Linked DNA regions of Sus scrofa: region 2 is linked to region 1. A link is a contact called in public promoter capture Hi-C data. All regions are on one chromosome and are shown on one strand. The core of a region is the stretch at or near the end of the contact, and the rest is flanking DNA. Distances in the headings are between cores, read along the strand shown.

Evidence for each region. Promoter capture Hi-C pulls out the DNA fragments that hold promoters and counts their contacts.
Region 2: a contact with region 1 is called in a promoter capture Hi-C map of fetal liver, with 2.8 times the contacts expected there. The contact joins the enhancer-like site here to the promoter of NDUFC1 in region 1. A contact is called at or near these places in 3 of 5 promoter capture datasets (fetal liver, fetal skeletal muscle and liver), 5 of 47 Hi-C or Micro-C datasets (heart right ventricle, liver and skeletal muscle) and 2 of 2 datasets of contacts at active chromatin or transcription factors (alveolar macrophages and skeletal muscle).

What each region holds. Positions count from the first base shown.
Region 1 is chr8:87,693,067-87,698,782 of Sscrofa11.1, reverse strand. It overlaps NDUFC1 (NADH:ubiquinone oxidoreductase subunit C1), which reads right to left and starts at 3,510. Exons shown (of 4, transcript NM_001097470.2): 1 at 3,426-3,510; 2 at 2,749-2,852; 3 at 1,160-1,239. The coding sequence starts at 3,492. The coding sequence ends at 1,180.
Region 2 is chr8:87,852,531-87,858,246 of Sscrofa11.1, reverse strand. The region is part of intron 4 of ELF2 (ETS-related transcription factor Elf-2); the gene reads right to left. Among named protein-coding and RNA genes, the nearest start is that of NOCT, 54 kb to the left of the region's middle. Within about 2 kb of position 2,181, at least 60 of the 83 cell types and tissues checked have an H3K27ac peak or open chromatin away from gene starts, as enhancers often do. A contact at or near this core is called in alveolar macrophages, fetal liver, fetal skeletal muscle and 2 more, where this site is marked.

The sequences.
Region 1 (5,716 bases), core at 2,261-4,760:
AAAGGAAATTCCAAAACTGAGATTTTTCATTTTACAAAAGGATTAATACAGGATTTCTTTAAAATGGTTTTCAGAAATATAGTATACATATACATATAAAATAAAATCACTCTCTTTTTTTTTCAGTCGTGCCTGCAGCATGTAGAAGTTCCTGGGCAAGGGATTGAACCTATGCCACAGCAGGGACCTAGGCCACTGTAGTAACAACCCCGATCCTTAACCCAATGCACCACAAGGGAACTTCTCACTCTCTCTTTTAAATCACAGACCATGCAGTGTATACTATCTTGTTCACAGCTAGGTTTTATCAGGAATTGTCCAACTGGGTGTTAGTTACAGTGACCATCATAATGAAATGTTCATGCAGTAAAAAATTTAATAACTGAATACCCGTTCTCATGGAATTTAAATTCAAGTGTGGTATATGACAAACAGATAATAAGAAATAGAAAAATAGGAAGTTCCTGCTGTGGTGCAATGGGATCGGCAGTATCTTGGGAGCGCTGGGATGAAGATTTGATCCCTGGTCTGGCACAGTGGGTTAAGGATCTGGCATTGCTGCCAACTGTGGCTTAGGTTGCAACTTCGGCTTGGATCTGATCCCTGGCCCAGGAATTCCATATGCCATGGGGTGGCCAAAAGAGAAAAAGAAAAAGACAAATAGGAGCTCTTGCTATGGCAAAGTGGATTAAGAATCTGACTGCAGTGGCTTGGGTCATTGAGGAGGTTTGATCCCCAGCTTGGTGCAGTAGGTTAAAGGATCTGGCATTGCTGTAGTTGTAGATTGGATTCAATCCCTGGCCCTGGGAACTTCCATATGCTGTGGATGAGTGAATTTTAAAAAATTTTTAAAAAAGGAAGAAAAGAAAAAAATAAATACACAAACAACAATAATTTGTCTTAAGTGCTAGGAAGGCACCATTTATAGCATTATTAGAGTTAAAAAAATAATATGATTTTTGTTTCATTCTTAAGCACAACTTTCTTTGAACACAAAGCATAATGATTAAAAGTAATTATGCTAAGAGATAAGTTTAGCACAAACAGGAATATGGATGCTAAAAGGATAAACCTAATTTAAAAAAACCCAAAATACATGATTTAAAAGGAGGTAAATTAACTTGCATAATCTATTCATCCTTTAAAACTGCATACTTACTGTATCAGTATTTCAAAAGTTTATTCCAATCCATTTCTTCTTTTATACTCTAAAACATCTTCCTTATGTTGTTTGATGAGCTAGAAGTAGGTAATAGTTAAAATTAGAATGTAATGTTCCTGGCAACTTAAAGAGAAAGAAGAGACCAACTAGTGATATTTATATTTTGCAAGAGGAAAAAGGACAGATTAAAAGAATTACAACTATTCTAGCTAGAAATAAAAGGCTAAAGGATACAAAAGTCCAAAAACTATGAATGATATATACTTACTCACCACAATCTGACACACTCAATTTGAAAAGGCAACCCTTGAAGTTCCCGTTGTGGCTCAGTGGTAACAAACCTGATCAGTATCCATGAGGACATGGGTTCCATCCCTGGCCCTGCTTAGTGGGTTAAGGATCCGGTGTTGCTGTGAGCTGTGGTGTAGCTTGTGGATGTGGCTCAAATCTGGCGTTGCTATGGCTGTGGCGTAGGTTGGCTGCTGTAGCTCTGATTCGACCCCTAGCTTGGGAACCTCCATATGCCACGGGAGCAGCCCTAGAAGTGGCAAAAAGAGAAAAATAAATAACTAAATAAATAAAAACTCCAAACTAAGAGATCTAAGAGTTGGATGTGGGCAACAGTGGAGGAAGTGCCAAACCTATTAGCTCCAAAACTAAAATCTAATATAGCACAAATACTTTTGAGTTAACTTTAAAAAAATACTTACAGTGTGGCAGTATTTGTAGCTCTGCCAGGGAGACCTGGGTTCAGCAAATTAATTTCTCCAAGTGTTTTCTTCATTTGTAAAAGGTCAACAAGAGTAATACTACCACACTACCACTAAATGAGTTTTACATAAAAAGCACACTGTAAACAAAGACCAAAAAAAAGAGAAAAAGGCTGCTGCACACTAAGTACAATTTCCAACAATGTATTTATATAAACATTGTTAAAATCTTATGTTTTGGGAGTTCCCTGTCATGGCTCAGTGGTTAACGAATCCGACTAGGAACGATGAGGTTGTGGGTTCCATCCATGGCCTCGCTCAGTGGGTTAAGGATGCAGCACTGCCATTTAGCTGTGGCATAGGTCACAGATGCGGCTCAGATCCTGCAGTTGCTGCCTCTGGCGTAGGCTGGTGGCTACAGCTCTGATTAGACCCCTAGCCTGGGAACCTCCATATGCCACAGGTGCGGACCTAGAAAAGACCAAAAAAAAAACCTTATGTTTTGTAAGTCTAATAGGATTTAATTTGCATATCTTGTTTATTTATGATCCACCCCTGTGGCATCTGAAAATAGTACCTTCATAAAACTCAAATCTGCTATCTTCGTTAAGAGATAAAGTATAATTAATCATGCAGTAAAACTGCCATTCACAAATAAGCCATTCAATGACAGGTTTCAGCCTCTTCCCATTTTCTTGGTGCCCCAAAACCTTAATATTTTTTAGTCTCTAAGATTTCCCTCATGGAGAAACATTATTAGCAATTATATAAATATCCTATTGTATGAGACATTTGCTCAGCAACATTCAATGTCGCACTGCTATTCGTCCTCTGCACTGTGTTGGAGTCCCATGATTAAAGGGAGTAAATACTTACATAGATCCACAAGAAAACGGACGTGCCCAAGGTCAGTCCAACTTTCAGCCAGTCAGGGCTGCCATGTGGTGGTTCCCGAATGTAGAACTTTGACCGCGCTGAAGCTGAAAGGGGATGCAAAGTCTGTAAATCTATAATTTACAGTCCTGTGGGAATAAATCTGACATTTACATGTGTTACTACTGCATTTAACCCTCCCTTCTACCTCCTCTCTTAAGACAGCCACGGAAAGAAAGGTAGAGTGGTCAAGTAATTCATCCTGGGCCACCAACAGGGCCAGGTGGGTGGCCCCTGTCATCCAGGACCTCTTCAAATCCTCGCACTACGCTGGCTTTTGAGGACCCTCACGACCCAGGAGTGGGCGGATAGAAGCGCCTCCGGGAAGGTCCCCCCTCTCCGCATCTGCAGTACCAAATCTGCAGAGCAGCAGGACGAGGGGCTCAAAGTCTATTCGCAGAGACCAAAGGGGTCGAGTGGCCTCTCGGAGGAGGGTGGACCTCGGGTGATGGGGAGCCGAGAGTCAGGGATGGAGGCAAGCGTGGGCTCCGGGACTGGCCGGCGAAGGTCACAGCAGGACGAGCTCGCCGCACAGCCACCTTATGCCTCCGCGGGCGGGGTTCGCCCTGGGAGCCGCAGGCCGAAAAGAGTAGACTGCCTGCTCGAGGAGAGACACTTACAGCCACTTGGGAGCCTGGCCGATGAAAGCAGCTTTGAGAAGGGGCGCAATAACGCGGACGCCGCCATCTTGCCGGACTGGGCTCCGCCTCCCCAAGTCGCGCGGTTCCGGGGTCGGCGCGGGGCCGAGCGCCCCCTGGCGGGCGGAGGCGAGGGACTCCGGGCTCTGTGGCTGCGCTGCGTAGGGGTGTGAATCTCAAGTATCGCAGTTACCGCCGGGTACTCTAGTTCCGCTGGTTTCAGTCTTCAATCCGTAAAATGGAGTTAGGTAGGAGCGGATTAAAACGGAAAAAAAAAAAATTGTTTAGCCACTTCTCTGAGAGTTTATTTCATAACCCCGACTCACAACCCTGTGAGGAGAAGCGAATCCTCGTATTTTAGAAGGCTCAAGATCACACAGCTAGCAAGTTGGACTCGGACTGAGGTTTTTCAGACACCAGATGATGATCTTAAAACACCTAACAGGTGTAGACAGTCCTCTGAGGCCATGAGCTGCGGAGCCAAGTTCAAAGCGCCATTCTTGTTCACCTCTTTTTAGCTATATGTTTTATTTGTTTGTTGTTTTTTAACGTCCCATGCATCATTAGGAAGTTCCTGGGCCAGGAATTGAATCACAGCCCCGCAGCTGTTGGATCCTTTAACACACTAAACCACAGTGGGAACTCCCTCCTATATGATTTTTAAGTTCAAAGTATTTAACCTCTCTATGCCTCCCTTTTACATCTGTAACAGAAAACCTTAGGAGGTGTCTGGTAGTTGTAAATAACTTATTTTTGCCTAGCTCTTTGATACCTGTTGCACTGAGCAATGGGTTTTATCTTTCACATTTAAACCAGATTTTTTGTGTATCTCATTTTCAATTCAATCTGATGTCTAAAGACCATATGTATAGGTAAAAGATAAATTTTAAGGCTCTAACTCTAATCTTTTGAACTTAATGTCATTTAAGTTCATTTTAAGAGAAAAATAATGTTAGCAAATCTCCTTTTCCGCCTGTATTTTCTTTAGCAATGTCATTGAAAAAAAAATTTAACCAAAAATTATTGACTAGAGAGTAAAATAAGTGTTCTCTGTTTTCTGGTTCATTTTTACATGCAACTGATGGCTGCATAGATTGCTAAACTGTGAGTCACTTTATAGTTTGCAACCTAGTTTGAGCCTCTTGGGCTCATGTTCAAGTAAGCAAACCACCCAACTAACATGCTGAGTCAGTTGTTGGTTCTCAACTTCTCGGCTTCTCGTCCACTCAGCAACCTGTCAGTTGTATATCCTTTCTACACCATCCCTTGGAAGTTTGTCTAGACACAGCTTTTGCTAGTATCCAACAAGCTGGAACAGAAGCCATATTTAGTCAGAGCATACAGAGCCAGTAGGCAAATTACTAATTTCAGGACTGCTGTTGGAAAGGCTATTTTCTCTTTTTGCTCCATGTATCCTTTTACTAGTGTATATTTTGGGAAAGTGATGAAGTAGAAGCACATTTTTCTCAGCATGTCAGAGCTGACGGAACCCTATACTTGGAGTAGGCAGCTGTAGGTGAAACTCCATCTTGAAAAGAATCCTGATGAAGCAATTCCAGCCAGGAGGTAATAGCTATGATATTTTGGTGGAAGTTGCTACATGACATTCATTTAAGCATCTCCAGAATTTGATGCCAAAACTTTATGACCCAGGTAAAGGGGGAAGAATTTGAGTTAGCAGCCAGAAAACCAAATTTTTAGTCCTAGATTGTTCCACTGGGAAACACTGTACTTAACTCACACCTCCCAGTGAGGGTTTAAAAGGAGCAAAACTTGAAAACAGTACAAAGGTTTTATTATTATTATTATTATTTTGTTGTTGTATTTTAGGGCTGCCAAAGGAGCATATAGGAGGTTCCCAGGTGAGGGGTCAAATCGGAGCTGCAGCTGCTGGTCTACACCACAGCCACAGCAACAGAGGATTGAGCTTCACCCTCTATGCTGCAGCTGGTGGCAACGCTGGATTATTGACCCACTGAGCAAGGCCACGGATTGAACCCACATATTCACCGACACTATGTCCGGTTCCTAACCCACTAAGCCACAATTGGAAACTACGGAAAAGTTATTTGTTAATTTATGTTTAATTTGTTACAATAGTAACATGCAAATACATGGGCTAGGATGAATGAACTAACCATCATCATCATCATCATTTAGCCTTGGATGTAACTCCCTGCATGGCCCTCATTCAAAGCATAACCCATCAAATGGATCTCTCTTTGTCAAATAGCGGTGATCTATCAGCCTAGATATTTTATTGCTGAGTTCAG
Region 2 (5,716 bases), core at 932-3,431, 160 kb before region 1:
TGATGTAAAGAAACCAAGAAAAAGAGAACCATCACTTTCTATTAAAAAGTACTTCTGAGCCACCTATAATCTTTTTTTTCTTTTTTTCACCTATAATCTTAAAGCTTTAAAAGTTATTAGAAATCACCTAGTCAATCCTGTCCTCTTGCAAAAAATGAAGCCTTAAAGAGCTAGTATAGTTACAGCTGGATTAAGACTTATCTCCTAACTTCAGGGTCAAGGCTCTTTCTCATTTATCATGTTGCCAGTGAAAGCTGTATATAAAAAAAAAAAAAAATCAAGTCTTTACCACAAAAATATTTTGTATGTAAAAATGAGTTATTTTTAATAAACTTATTGACTTCATTCTTTACTCAAACTTCTTCTGACAGCATGAATGTTGGTAACTAAAGCTGAAAGCTAGTTGATAGTTAAGTCTCTAAAGAAGGAAAATAAAACCAAAAATATATCCTCTAGCGTCTTATATAATAGTAGTGGTTATACTAAATGCTTTTTTTGTTCTTAGAATCAACAGTTGTACTAACAGTATTCAACATAAAGCTTATCTTCTCTAGAAGTTTTCCTTAATATCAGTCATTCCACACTAATCATCAGCCCATCACAGTAACCACTGTAGTTATATTAACATTTATATATATTACATATTATATATTATATAGATTTTCATCTGTCTCAATTAAGACTGTAAGATCTTTGTGAAGAAAGACTTCTCACACTTGATGACTCTCCTCAAGGGAATAATGTTCACTTACAAATACAAACCTCAGAAACATTACTCTCCCCATATCATCAAAAATTGCAAGCAATAAAAATTTAGATCCATGATTCTGCATCTTCTGAGCCATTTTCCCTTTACAACTTTTAACTCACTGAACTCAATGAATAAACCTTGGGTAAATTAGCAAACCTGTCTCGAATTTCCTCCTAAAACAAGGGTTGTAAAGGAGCTTCATATTACACGAACATAACTGAATAATTTGAAAACAATTATATGTAAAATGTATTCTTTTTTTTTTTGGCTGGGACCATGGCATGTGGAAGTTCCTGGGCCAGGGATCAAACCTGTGCCACAGCAGCAACCAGAGATGCTGCAGTGACAACCTGGGATCCTTAACCCACTGTGCCATAAAGGAACACCTGTAAAATGTATTCTTTACAGAACATTATGATCACAAGGTAAACTTAAATTGTATACACTAAAGAAAGGCAATAGAACTGAAAAACAGCATTTAACTAAAAAAAAAAACTTATCAAAAAACTGATAAAATTTTATATTTTCAAACTGTAACTCTACAGGTCACCTTAGTTTTCAAAATTCCAAAAGCTTATGGAAAAAAAAAAATATATCCTCTGTTAGCAAAATAAGTCCTCTTACCTTTAGAGTATTTTTCAAAATCCTAACTGCATGGGCTATACTAAGGTTCTCACAACCCCTGGGAATACTTCTGGAAAGGTACATGTTCAACACTACTGACCCAAACAATTAATAAAAGTATTGTTAGTACCAATAATATAAAGCCAAAAAATCCCATCCCTTAATTGATACAGTATTATTAGTGGACTAAACATATACAAAGGGAACAAGCTCTCGTTGTACTCTGCCTCTTTTCCACTAATATTTAAGTTCTTGCTCTGATCAGAAAATAACTGTCAAATGTGTTTTAATCACTACTCAGTAAACTGATTTTTCTTTGGGACCTTATATTTTACAGATTATGTTCTTCTGTTAAATTTAAAGATACATGTATGCTTATGATTTCTCCCGATGGAAATGAATCACAGTTTCACCAACCAAACTTCCCTACCTAAAAACAATGGATGGAAAACAGAGGATAAGATCTTTTACAGAAATACTCTTAGGTGAATATTGCCCATCTTCCAACTCCCATCGATGGCAATATGAAACAGATCCCAAGGAAAGGAACATTTATGCTCATTACAGTCAATAAACAGTATTCAAGCACTGCTACGTCTATTCAAGGCCCTCGCTGCGCCGTCTGCTATTAGGTAAAGCTGCTTTTTCTATGTAACTTAAGTCCGTGCCCTTCCGCTGCAGCATTGGCGCTGCACATCCCCCACCCCCGCGGCCACTTCCGTGTTTACACTCCTCTTCCCTCCAATTCCATGCGTACATTGTCAGCTTCACTCCCGCCCAATCTTCATTGGCCCAGCGCGGGCCCAGAGTCCCGCCCCCAGAAACCAACGTTCTTATTTGGAACATCTCAGCGAGCAGATTGGGACCAGAGACCTGTCAATCTCGTCGGTTCTGTCCTCTCCCAGGCGCTTCCGCTATGGTGGGAGGCTTGGGGGGGAGGGGAAAAGGGGGCAATTCCGTGCTGAGACTTCCCTAGGGCCCAGACTACCTCCCGCCCGCCCCCACTCCTCCACCTTCACCCACTGTTTACAAAAATAAACGTTCTTCTCTGACGCCCCAACCCTCAGGTCAGGGATACAAAACATATTCCGTGCCCTTCCCATTCTCCCTCTAAAAAACAACCCACGAGGGAAGGGGCACAAACCTACTTCTCCACAGACGCCCACTAAATGAGGTAGGGAAGGCGGGCCCCCAAGAGAAACCCCACCCGGGGCCGCTCCACGTTATTAAGTGCCCTTCCCCGAACCGTTACTTCTCAGACCGCACAAGGTGGGGATGTGAAGAGAAGGGTCAGAGCATTTTTTTGGCGGGTATCGGTCTACCGGACATGGCCCGGGGCTGCTTCGTCCATGCGGAAGTGGAGGATTTGTGAACCAAGTCTGAAAGCAGAACGGGCGGGGGTGGCGAGCGTCCACGGGAGAAGCCCGCCGCCCCCGACCGCGGGCACTAGCGGCCTCTCCAGTCAGACAGCGTGGCAGGCGCAGCCGGGAGACAACAGCCTCACTCACTTCCTGGTTCCTGGGCAACCGGGGTGAAGCGCACAACTCGTCCGCCCCCGAGTCCCCAACTTAACTGCGGCTCGGTTCCCCGGCACCCACTGCCAGCGCTCCGCCCGGCAGCTGCCGCCGCTGCTCCACAAACCAACCCTGAAGCGACAACGCCGAATTCGAGGCAGGTTACTCTCCAAGGTGATCACTTCCTGATTCGTCGCCTCCATTACTTCATTCACTAACCCCCTTTCACCCGGCCGCCCCAGTGACTGAGGTGGACACGGTACCCCCTGCACTGACCACCACCGGGGAGTCGCCCCCACTCCTGTGCATCTCCTCTCCAGCTGCACCGATGCACAGGAGGAAAGTTCCCCTGTCCTTACCAGCCCGGATGAGCAGATCCAGCTGGTTCGTGGGTCCCTCATGCAGAGACGTCGCCATGTTTATCCCGGGGCTGGAGCTGCTGCTTCACATTGACTTACACCGTGAGCAGCGGCGGCAGGGGAGGAGGCGGAACCCGCGGCCGGAGACACACGCCGTGCGACCGACACACACTCACGCACTCGCACACACTCAGACGCCCGGATCCTTGCGCGTCCTCCGACAGGAAGCCGAGGGCGGCCCGCCTCCCGCCGCCGGGCTGAGAAACCCCACCACCTAACGGCAGGGGCGGCGGCGGCGGCGGCCGCCTCGGCTGGCAACGCGATCCTTCCGCCCCGCGCCCAGACAGGAAGTCCCGGACGCCCGCCCCGGAGAGCGCTGCGGCCCGCGGCGAGAGGGACACCTGAGGCTGGAAGTGGTCGCGGGATCCACGGCTAGGACGAGGCCCCTCGGCAGGAAGAGGCACATTTCACGCTCTGCAGAAGAAAAGTCTGCAATTGTCCTCACTCTAGAAAAGAGCCATTAATCAAATTTTCTTTCTGGAAGAGATCTAACACCCAGTCCCGCAGCTGGAAATAAAGGTGGCTGTCTAACTTGTTTGCCCGTGTCACAGCTTATGCTACCTGTAACCCGTTCACTTGAAAGCGCTGCAGTTTGAAACAGGCATACCAACAAAAAAGTGATACCTACAAAATATTGTAAAAGCTTTACTTGACAAAGTAAGGAGCTTCCAACTTCTCTCAGAGACTGACTTCGTCCTTTTCCCTCCTCAGAAGAATTAAAGAACACACTAAACAGGTTTTTATTAGCAAACAACAGAACATGCCAGTCTCTGAGAGACTGGATTATCCATTCAGAATTTTTAGTCATGAAATTTATGTATCCTCTTACATTTCTATTTGGTTCATTTGGAAACGTATTCATTTATATCATCTACTTTTTAAGATCCCTTTGATAAAACTAACGTTATTACAAATAACGTACATGTTAAAAATACAGTAGCAGAGGGAGATAAATCGCCATATAGTGACTATAAACTTATTCACAAGAGGAAATCAAGCCAATAAAATGGCTCAGACGAAGTTTCACTAAAACACACACACACAAATGCTTCCCTGGTTTCAGAATTGCATAATATTAAAAAAAAAAGTCTGAAATAAAACGTTGCCCTAAAGCTGTTTCTACGCAAAAAACTGTGCCTCCTACAAAGTAAGTGCTCAATAAGTATTTGCTGAATAAACACAAAAAAAAGATTTGGTAGCTACAAATTTTAAATAACAAGTTGTGATTTTTATGATCTAAATCGAATGAACTGTGCTGATAACTAGAGATAATTTTTTCCAATGGTAATATTAATACAATATTATTTTACAAATGTTAGGTCAACATGTCAGTGCAACCTCAGATTAGATTACATAGCTATGAGTCCTCCTCCTTCTTTCTTCTAAATAATCATTTATTCTCTTGATCCTTTTCCCTAACTTTACCACCATGATCCCCACCTTCCCAAAAAAGAATCCATATGCCATTAACAAAGTACAAACCCACCTTAAACTAAATAGGGATCTCCTTCTTGTGTTAGGTAAACTTGACACCTATTGGACAAAATAAACTATATATGACTGGTAGCTTTTTAAAAAACTTTTCTAGTCAATTTAAAATAAGGATGGGAGTTCCCATTATGGCAGGGGGGGTTAAAGACCCTGCATTGCTACACCTGTGATATAGGTCACAGCTGTGGCTGGGATTCAACCCCTGGCCCAGAAACTTCCAAATGCTGAGGGTGCAACCATAGACAAAAGATGAACTAAAGATCATCTTAAGAGTTCTCTAGTGGCTCAATAGGTTAAGAATCCAGCATTGTTACTGTGGTGGCATGGGTTTGACCCCTGGGCCCAGAATTAGCACATACCACACAAGCAGCCAAAAATCATACTTTTTTGTTTTTTTTCGTTTTTGCTTTTTAGGGCCACACCTGCAGCATATGCAAGTTCCCAGGCTAGGGATCGAATCAGAGTTGCAGCTGCTGGCCTATGGCCATAGCCACAGTAAAGCAAGACCCCAACTGAGTCTGTGACCTACACCGCAGCTCACAGCAATGCTGGATCCTTAACCCATTGAGCCAGCGAGGCCAAGGATCAAACCTGCATCCTCATGGATTCTAGTTGGGTTTGTTACTGCTGAGCCACAACAGGAACTCCCAATTTTTTTTTTTAAATAAAGTAAAATAGAGATCATCCATTGATCAGCAGCATCTTAAACTGAGGGTGTTTCCAGAGGGGGGAATGACAAGGAACACCAAGAGACTAATTGCAAACTTTAGGAAGAACAATAACAGATCTGAATTTCTACTCCTATTAATCAACAGATTTTCATGTATTATATTTAGAAGGGAAAAGAGTAATGTAAACCAAAGGTTTATTTTTTTCACAGGCGACAGGCTAATCTGGCCCCAAAAGGAGCCGTCTCC